Linked DNA regions of Sus scrofa: all the other regions are linked to region 3. A link is a contact called in public HiChIP or PLAC-seq data. All regions are on one chromosome and are shown on one strand. Each heading gives the region's core, a stretch centred on a gene start, on an enhancer-like site or on the middle of the called end of the contact. The rest is flanking DNA. Distances are from core to core; before and after follow the strand shown.

Region 1 (3,276 bases), core at 619-3,118, 82 kb after region 3:
TGTGTTCTCTGATTCCATTTACATGAAATGTCCAGAATAGGCAAATCTATAAAAAGAGACTATAGATTTGAGGCTGCTTAGCACCAGGGGTGGAGAGGGATTGGGTTTGTTAGCTCAAAGGCCTGGGGTCATTTTGGGGGTGATGAAAATGTTACAAAATTGATGGTATTGAACATACCTATGAATACGCTAGAAACCATTGAATTGTACACTTTTTTTTTTTTTTTTTTTTTTTTTTTTTTTTTTTTGCTGCCCTGCGGCATATGGTATTCCCGGGCCAGGGATCAGATCCCAACCACGGTTGTGCAGCTGCGGCAAAGACAAATTCTTAACCTGATGTGCCAGGTCGGGCTTCAAACCTGCATCCCAGCGCTGCAGAGATGCCGCCAATCCTGTTGCACCACAGCGGGAACTCCTGAACTAGACCCTTTAAATGGGTGATTCGTATATGTAAATGTGTAAATTATATCTAATAAGGCTGTTATTTTTTTTAAAATCAAGTGCAAGGCCTAAATAAGAACTAAAAAGGAGTGAAAGCAAGGTGGGGTAGCCAGATAGAGCAGACCTGTGCAAAGGAGCTCAGCTGTGAAAATAAGAGAGTTTGCAAGACAGAGGGCTTTTAGCGTCTGAGAGCCTGGGTCAAGGGCACAGGAGGAGAGAGGACTTAACCGTGGGACTGCCTCCTGCCATAACGATAGGAGAAGTTTGTGTTTATTGTGATAAAACCAATAAGCTAACCCAGGTGGTGGCCCCAATTACCAGGTAAAGTTAGTTATTTTGAGAACACCTGTTAGCAGGTGGCGTCTGCCCGGCTCTGGCTTTAAAGGGGAGCGAGGTTTTTTTGGTCTTTGCAGTTTCAGCTGATTGCCTGCGACGCATCTCACTCCAATTTAATGCTTATTCAATAACGAAAGCATTTTCTTTCTCTACCACCTTTTTGGAGAGCAATTCTGGATTGGAGAAAATTCTGGGTTTTGTTTGTTTGTTAGTTTGTTCATTTGTTTTGGCTGCCCCACAGCATGTGGAATTCCTGGCCCAGGGATCAGATCCAAGCCACAGTTGTCGCATACACCCAATCTTTAACCCACTGTGTTGGGCCAGCGATCAAACTTGTGTCCCATTGTGCTACAGTAGGAATTCCAAAAATTCTGTTTCTTAACAGTTCTCAAATCTAATGAATAGTGAGACTTTTGTCAATGAAGCTTATGATGAACAGGAATTGTTAACCTCTTTACAAACTGACTAATCTGATTTAAAAAAAAAAAAAAAAGGAGCTGAGATACCTCAATAAAAGTCTGTTTATTAAAAAAAAAATTTGGAAAGTTCCCGTCATGGTTCAGCAGAAGTGAATCTGACTAGCATCCATGAGGACACAGATTCAAGCCCTGCCCTCGCTCAGTGGGTTAAGGATCCGGTGTTGCTGTGAGCTGTGGTGTAGGTTGCAGATGCGGCTTGGATCTGGCATTGCTGTGGCTATGGCTGTGGCCAGCAGCTGTAGCTCCAATTCGACCCCTAGCCTGGGAACCTCCATGTGCCACGAGTGCGGCCCTAAAAAGACCAAAAAAAAAAAAAAAAAAAAATGAAGCAAATTTGAACCTACTTCAGGATAGGGTGCACCCCACTCCCCACTCAAGCTGATTGGAGGCAGTCTTTTCACACTCAGCTTCCTCTTCCTTCACATGCTACTCTGGCCCTAACCTCCCTCCACCTGCCAGCTTGGGCCAGCTCCCAGCCCGGCAGTCCTTAGGTGACCTGCCCCTTTAAGAGCTCCCCCCCTTCCCAGCACCTCCCTCAGGCCCAGCAGCCGGATTTCCCGGTCCAGGCCCAGCCCTTTAAAGTCGTGGCCCCAGCTTTCTGGCCCGCTGTGCACTGAGGCTGTACGGAGCACTGCGGGGACCCTGGGTGCCTGGCGGAGGCACATTTGGGCTGTGACAGGTGCATGTGGGACATGGAATCACTGCTCGGGGCTCAGGGGGAGACACGATGCTGGGAGAGGGTAGGTCCTGGACAAAGCAGAGCCACTCGGGAATGGACCAGGCGTGTCATCGGTTAGGCAACCGCTGTGTGCCAGGCACCGTGCCATGCCTTCCCTGCACCTTCTGAAGGGTGTTATTACTCCCATCTTACAGACAGGGGAAGGGGACGGAGCTCAGAGCGGCGAGCTGAGATCCCCAGGGCCAGCCAGCTAACCAGGGGCAGAGCCAGGATCCCGATTCAGGTCAGTGTGGCCCCAGAGCCCTGATGTTCTCTCCTCTGCGTCTCACCTGCCTGACAGGGGTCCTGGCTTCTCGAACCTCCATTTTAACTGATTCCCCCCAGGGGGAGGGGCGGGGGAGGAAACGGATGGTCCCCGCCTCCTCCTCACAATCCCTCGATGCGGAGGCCTTCCTCCTCCTAGGGAGCGGCTTAGAGATGCTGCTGCTGCTGCTGTTCCTGCTGTTGCTGCTACTGCCTCCACTGGTGATGCTCTGGTGGTGGCACTCCCAGGATGCCAGGCTGTCCTGGCTTGTCTGCCTCCAGCACCGTGTAGCATGGAGGGTCCTGTGCTGGGCAGCTGCCTGGCAGCAGAAGAGGCTGGAGCAGAGCACGCTGCACGCAGGCCAGAGTCAGCAGCAGGCCCTGAGATGGTGTCTGCAGCGGGCCCAGGGTCCCTGCTGTCCCCTCAGGGGGAGCACAGGTGTGTTTCCCAAGGCGTGGGGAGGTGGCCCAAAGAGAAAGAAACCCCATAGGACAGTCAGATTCCAAAACCTGAAAACCTCCCTCCCCGCTTCTTCTGCCAACACAGAGGGGCCTGACCCAGAGATCTGACCCAGGCTAAGGAATGGTCAAGAGAATTTTCCCATCCTGGGTCCTGGTAGCCCCTCATCCCCCAGGCCTATTCCGGGTTCCTTCCTCAAGGATGTCACCCGTCTTGGCCTGAAACTCTTGGGAACTCTGTGGCTTCATAAAGATTTTGTGATGTCTTTGGGGCTACAGATATAAGCACCTTCCGGAATCATCTTCCACTGACCAAGGCCAGCCAGGTCCAGGAGGAAGAGGGTAGGGGGCAGGTCTTGCCCCCTACCTCAAACCAGTACTGTGGGGAGGCCTCTCTGCAGGTAAACTGGGAAGGCTGGAGCCCGACCCCACCAGAGACCCCCCTAATTGCAGCCAAACCCTCCCATCAGGATGGGGGGGGGGACCCAAACCCAGAATTCCCACTTAACTCAGCGCGTTAAGAACCTGACCAGTATCCATGAGGATTCAGGTTCAATCCCTGGCCTAGCTCAGTGGGTT
Region 2 (2,867 bases), core at 46-2,545, 66 kb after region 3:
TTGTAAAGGAAACAGCAAAGCAAATGATCACATAACTCATGAGAAGTAAAGCTTTGGTGATGCTCAGAACTCCATGGCTCAGTCCCCTTGACTCTCTGAGGCTCCTTGAGTGTAATGCAAAGTCAGACTCCCATGGGGCCCTCAGCCCTCAAAAGAGGGTGCCAATGAAGGCCACATTTCCTCTAGCCTCAGGCAGTTCAGATGCCACCTGTCACATCTTCGATTTTAAATTGAACGTTTGTGTCTTTGCATCCATGGCCACCCCCGTGTTTTAAGTGCCCCAGTTCAAAGATCTCATAGTCTCTGAGTCTAACTCTTTTAAATGGCTGTGTGTTAACCAGCTAGCCAACAGGTTTGCTGGTAGTCAGAGGAGGTTCGATAGGGGAAGCAGGAGGCCTTGGTAGTCTGTCTTTTCCGTTGCAGAATCATGCCTTCCAGCAGAATCAGATAACTGCACTTTGCTGATAATTATTGCAGCAGCTGTATGATGGCGTGTTCTCTGTGGCCTCACAGTGTGATCTAGTCCAGTTCAAATTTACACATCACCTGGGCAGCTTGTTAAGGCGCAGGCTCAGCTTCAGCAGGTCTGAAATGGGGCTTGATATTTTGCGTTTCCCAGAGGCTCCCTGGCAACGCTGCCGCTGCGGGTCACAGACCACACATCAAAAACAGTAAAGGAGGGGGCCCAGTCTTTAGGGCCTTAGCCTCCTGTGACCCTCTTATGCCTGTCAAAGCAATAAAGCTATTCTTTTCTCCTTTGCTCCGCCCCCCCCCCCCAAAAGCAAAGAACAAGTCAGTCCAGATGCAGGGGCAAGTGTTTGTAGCCGAGATCCACGGACTGTTGGTAACTGCTCTGTGGTATTTCCCCCTTCTTCTGTCTTTTCCTCTCTATCCTGGTTTTTTTTTTTTTTTTGGTTGTAGGACCACTTGATCAAACTCAGGCAGGCGTGTATATTTCTATGATTCTGACAGTGTAGATGTTATTTTCCCTTTAATTTCACCAGTTAAAGTCTATACGGGTAATATCCTGAGGGTTCCTTCTGCCTATTTGTATTCATTTGTTGTCTCTCCAACCAGGAAAATTTACCAGGACGGAATTACACTTTCTGGCAGTGGTTTGATGGCGTGATGGAAGTGTTAAAAAAACATCTCAAGCCTCATTGGAACGATGGGTGAGAATCCTTTCTTAAGTTAGCAGTAGAGTTAGGAAGATGATCTTTCCGGCATTAAAACATCCCACTCTGCTTCTGCTCCTTTGGCATTTCTGATCCAGGGCTATTTTGGGTTTCGTGAACAAGCAACAGGCCCATGACCTACTCATTAACAAGCCCGACGGGACTTTCCTGCTGAGGTTCAGTGACTCTGAAATTGGTGGCATCACCATTGCTTGGAAGTTTGATTCTCGTGAGTGCCCCTCCCTTTTTTAAGACATATCTTGGCTCTCGTTAGCTGCTTTTGTTGCAAAATTACTTTAAGAAACAAGTTATTGAGTACATATTATTCTTTGGGGCCAGTGCTAATTATGGGAAGCACAAATGTATAACCATGACACAGCTGCAGCCTGTGTAAAATCTTCTGGGAAACAGTTACTAGTTTTGAGAAACACAAATGTACAAGGGGACATGGCCACCTGTAATGCAGCGCCCTGTCCCAAATCTCAGCTGCTTCTCATTTGAAATATTTGCCTTCTTATCACTCAACTTTGAACTTACTCCAGTAAAGAATTACTTTGTTGTTTGGAGTTGTTAAAGTGGAATAATATGCTATTTGAATCATTCCTTTATCCTATTATAAGAATATTGCCATTGGAGTTCCCATTGTGGCTCAGGTTAAGAATCTGACTAGTTGTGGTCCCATCATGGCTCAGTGGTTAACGAACCCAACTAGTATCCATGAGGACATGGTTCGATCCCTGGCCTTGCTCAGTGGGATAAGGATCCAGCATTGCCCTGAGCTGTGGTATAGATCGCAGATACGGCTCGGATCCCGTTACTGTGGCTGTGGTATATGCGAGCAGCTACAGCTCCCATTCAACCCCTAGTCTGGGAACTTCTATATACTGCCATGTGGCCTTAAAAAGAAAAATATATATATATGTTAATAGTTTTGAATAACTCTCACATATCTGCTGGCTGTGGATATGCTTTCTTTCTCTCTTACATACTTTTGTACAGGGAGTCAGGGACTGGAGCCAGCAAGCTATCTCTTCTAGAGAGAGACAGAATACTCTTTGAACTTGAAACTCCCTGAGATCATTAAATCTCTAGGGAAGTGGTATATGCATTACCTGCTTATAGTAATGAAAGTCTACCCATAACTTTTTTTTTTTTTTTTTTTTTTTTTTTTTTTGCTTTTTATGGTGTGGCATATGGAGGTTCCCAGGCTAGGGGTCAAATTGGAGCTGTATCCGCCAGCCTACACCACAGCCACAGCAACGCAGGATCCAAGCCACATCTGCAACCTACACCCCAGTTCCCAGCAACGCCAGATCCTTAACCCACTGAGGCCAGGAATCAAATCTGAGTCCTCATGAATGCTAGTCAGATTCGTTTCTACTGAGCCATGATGGGAACGCCCATGTTTATTTTTTTAATGGAGATTTTTATTGGAACAGTTTTAATGGAGAGCTATATTTGTAGTATATTTGGGTTTTAAGATTTCCTGTTCAGAGACCATATTTAGACTATGATTATTCTGTTTACTGATCTAGAGGAAAGAATGTTTTGGAATCTGATGCCTTTTACCACCAGAGACTTCTCTATCCGGTCCCTGGCAGACCGCTTGGGAGACCTGAATTACCTTATCTACGTGTTTCCTGATCGGCCAAAGGATGAAGTGTACTCCAAATATTACACCCCAGTTCCATG
Region 3 (2,905 bases), core at 36-2,535:
CCTCTAGGGAAGGCTGCAAGAATCCCCCTCCCCTGCCTCGAACTCCTGAGTCCCCGTTTCTGGGAACCGGGGATATTCTGGCCCAAAGTGAGGGCCACGCCACCGACGGTTCCCACTGGACGGCTCCGTCACGGCGGGCCCATGGCTGGGGTCGCGAAGGGGCGAGAGCCGGGGAAGCAGACGCTCCCTCTCTGGGGCTGCGACCCCCTGAGCTGTGCCCGCGGTCTCCCTCTGGCCGGTCCGACAGCGCCCCCTGCCCATGCGGGCGGGGACGGCGCCCACCCTCGACCCCTCCCTCCCTCTGCGTCCCCCGTCTCCCGTCCGCGCTGAGCGCTGCGCCGAAACTCCCTCTCGGTCCCGGGGACGGTTCCCGGCACGCCGCCGCCGGCTGTCGGGCTCCGGGGCCCGGAGCGCGGGGGCCCGGGCAGCAGCCGAGTGCCCCCTCTCGGCGCGCGCCGCCGGGGACGCGCGGCCGGGCCACCCACCTGGTCGCGCCGAGCCGTCCGGCAGCGGGGCCGGCGTTCGCTCCCGGCCCGGGCTCCTGGCGGCGGCGGCGGAGGCGGCGGCGGCGGCGGCAGCGGCTGTTACTACAGGAAGGCGCAGAGAGCAGCGATTTCCTCCTCAAAGGTCAGCTGCCTCTGATAGACCATACACAGCGCGCGAGCTCTCGCTACCACCCCTCCCAGCCTCGGTCGCTTTCTCCCTGCCTCCGCCCTCGGTGGCTGGCTCCCCGGGCCTCAGGCGGCGAGGCGAGGCGGGGCGGCGCCGGGCGTGGGGGCTGCCCCGACGGCGGGGTCCCCCCGGGAGTCCCAGCCTGCCCTCGCTTGCGGCCCCGCGGAGCGGCCGCGGCCCGTGCTGGGCAAGAGGCGAAGCGGTGGCTGGAGGATGGGGGTGGGAGGGCTGGGAAATCCCGGGCTCTGGAAATTCCAAAGCACAGCCTCAGTTTTCGCATCTGTAAAAAGGGAGGAGGGAAGGGTTGGACCGGCTGGAGATGCCTGCAGCCCCAGCTTATGTCACCTCTTGAATCTCTAGACTCAAAATTTTAATGTGTGTGTGTGTGTGTGTGTGTGTGTGCGCGCGCGCGCGCGCACGCGTGTGTGTTTACGTGGGTTGGGGACGCAGCTTTTGTGATCTCAGTGGCGAAGCCCTGGCCAGGGGAAAGACTGGGGATTCCAGAGAAGCCAGCTCACTCAGAGGGCCCCATCACCCTCCTTCCACCACTCCCACCACCGTGCACTCACCCGCTGCAGTAGAAACAAGAACGAACCCTGGCAGTCAAATGCTCAACCCCCTGACATTTTGCAGATGAGAAGTGGAGTGCAGAGCGGGGAAGGGGTCCCACCGTGGGCACGTGGCCTGATCCGCAGACTATGATCCGTGCGTGATCCTGGCCCTCAGTTCACGCGAGCCCAGTCACATCTGAGGCTGGTCCTATCTTCAGAAAGTCCAGGGAAGGCCGTCTTGAATCCTCCTCACAAGCTCCCCACTGCCTCTAGGCCTGGCCACAACAGGGAACACCCTCCCTGAGCCTTGCCTGGCTCACAGCCCCCTCCCTGAGCGCCCCTCTGCGGAGCGTGTGGAGTTGGGCAAGGTGGCCCTGGAAGCCTTCCATTCCCTTTACCCAGCTTCCCTCTCCTCTGGGGCCTCCCCTCTGCCTGGCAGCTGGTATTGGCAGCATCAAGGGAGGGGCCAGCCTGGCTGCCCACTCACAGCTGGCTGGGCCAAGACCTTGTGTCCTGGGGGGAATCATTCTCCTCTCCCTCCCTCCCTCCCTCCCTAATTCCTTCTTGGATCTGCCCTTTTCTCTCTATTCCCTCCCCCATCCCACACCCATCCATCTTCTCACCACTCACTACTTCCCCCAGTTTCTTTTCTTTTTTCTTTTTCTTTTTGCTTTTTAGGGCTGCACCTATGGCATATGGAAGTTCCCAGGCTAGGGGGCAAAATGGAGCTGTAACTGCCACCCTATGCCAGAGCCACAGCAACTCGGGATCCAAGCTGCATCTGTGACCTACACCACAGCTCATGGCAACACCGGATCCTTAACCAACTGAGTGGGGCCAGGGATCGTCCTCATGGATACTAGTCAGGCTCATTACCGCTGAACCACAACAGGAACTCCCCGTTTTCATTCTTTTATTTCAGAGACCACTAGAAGTTTAAAGCTGCAGATCCACCCCCGCCACACACACTCCATGTGTGGTCGCAGTCTCAGTTGGTAGGACCATGGGGAGAGAAATTGAAATGGTAAAGGGGTTCAAAAAGGATTGGGGAAACCCTGCTCTAGGGATGAGGGAACATGCTACCCCCTCACCCCTTCTTCCCCTCCTCTGTGCAACAGATTTGGCCAGAGGAGGGTCCGACACACAGCCAGGGAGTCACCTGGAATGACAGTCAAGTGTCAGCACTGGAAACAACCGAAAAGATGATTTTACAAACGGGGAAACAGAGGCTGGAGAGGGGAATTGACTTGGCCAGTGTCAGGAGGACTGTCAGTGGCAGATCCAAACCCACTGCCGCACGGTGAGTGGGCCCTACTTGGCACCTGGGCACTCCAGCCTGTCACTGTGAGCAGGTGGCGAAGTCAGTCAATGGGAGCAGATCCCGTGGGTCTCCAAGTCTTCTGAGCCGCATCTGGCATGCAGAGGATTACTCTTGCCATGCATCCCCATCTGGGCATCTGGGGAGGCTGGGGTCGGCGGGGGCGGGGGGTGCCAGCTCCAGAATAGGGGCCCTGCCTGCCCACTCCCAGGAAGCTACCTCACCAGCCTCCTCCCCAGGGCCTGTAGAGGCCTGCTGCTCCAGCTGGCAGCCCCACCCACCAAACATCTGGCTGGGTCAGACTGGGCTGGGCGAGAGGGTGGGTCCTTCTGGGTCCTGAAAAATCTGTATTAGGGTGCCCGTG

Evidence for each region. HiChIP or PLAC-seq counts read pairs in DNA pulled down with a chosen protein or histone mark.
Region 1: a contact with region 3 is called in an H3K27ac HiChIP or PLAC-seq map of skeletal muscle. The contact joins the promoter of GHDC here to the promoter of STAT5A in region 3. A contact is called at or near these places in 2 of 5 promoter capture datasets (fetal skeletal muscle and liver), 4 of 47 Hi-C or Micro-C datasets (fetal heart ventricle, fibroblasts, liver and 1 more) and 2 of 2 datasets of contacts at active chromatin or transcription factors (alveolar macrophages and skeletal muscle).
Region 2: a contact with region 3 is called in an H3K27ac HiChIP or PLAC-seq map of skeletal muscle. The contact joins the enhancer-like site here to the promoter of STAT5A in region 3. A contact is called at or near these places in 3 of 5 promoter capture datasets (fetal liver and liver), 14 of 47 Hi-C or Micro-C datasets (alveolar macrophages, blood, brain and 5 more) and 2 of 2 datasets of contacts at active chromatin or transcription factors (alveolar macrophages and skeletal muscle).

The regions. Positions count from the first base shown.
Region 1 is chr12:20,579,160-20,582,435 of Sscrofa11.1, forward strand. It overlaps GHDC (GH3 domain containing), which reads left to right and starts at 1,869. Exons shown (of 10, transcript NM_001246239.1): 1 at 1,869-1,996; 2 at 2,130-2,218; 3 at 2,399-2,677; 4 at 2,977-3,098. The coding sequence starts at 2,413.
Region 2 is chr12:20,563,381-20,566,247 of Sscrofa11.1, forward strand. STAT5B (signal transducer and activator of transcription 5B) reads left to right here. Exons shown (of 18, transcript NM_214168.1): 13 at 1,078-1,172; 14 at 1,274-1,404; 15 at 2,711-2,867. Among named protein-coding and RNA genes, the nearest start is that of GHDC, 16 kb to the right of the region's middle. Within about 2 kb of position 1,296, at least 2 of the 83 cell types and tissues checked have an H3K27ac peak or open chromatin away from gene starts, as enhancers often do. A contact at or near this core is called in skeletal muscle, where this site is marked.
Region 3 is chr12:20,497,500-20,500,404 of Sscrofa11.1, forward strand. STAT5A (signal transducer and activator of transcription 5A) reads right to left here and starts at 1,286. Exons shown (of 19, transcript NM_214290.1): 1 at 1,242-1,286. It also overlaps a transcript of STAT5B not described here.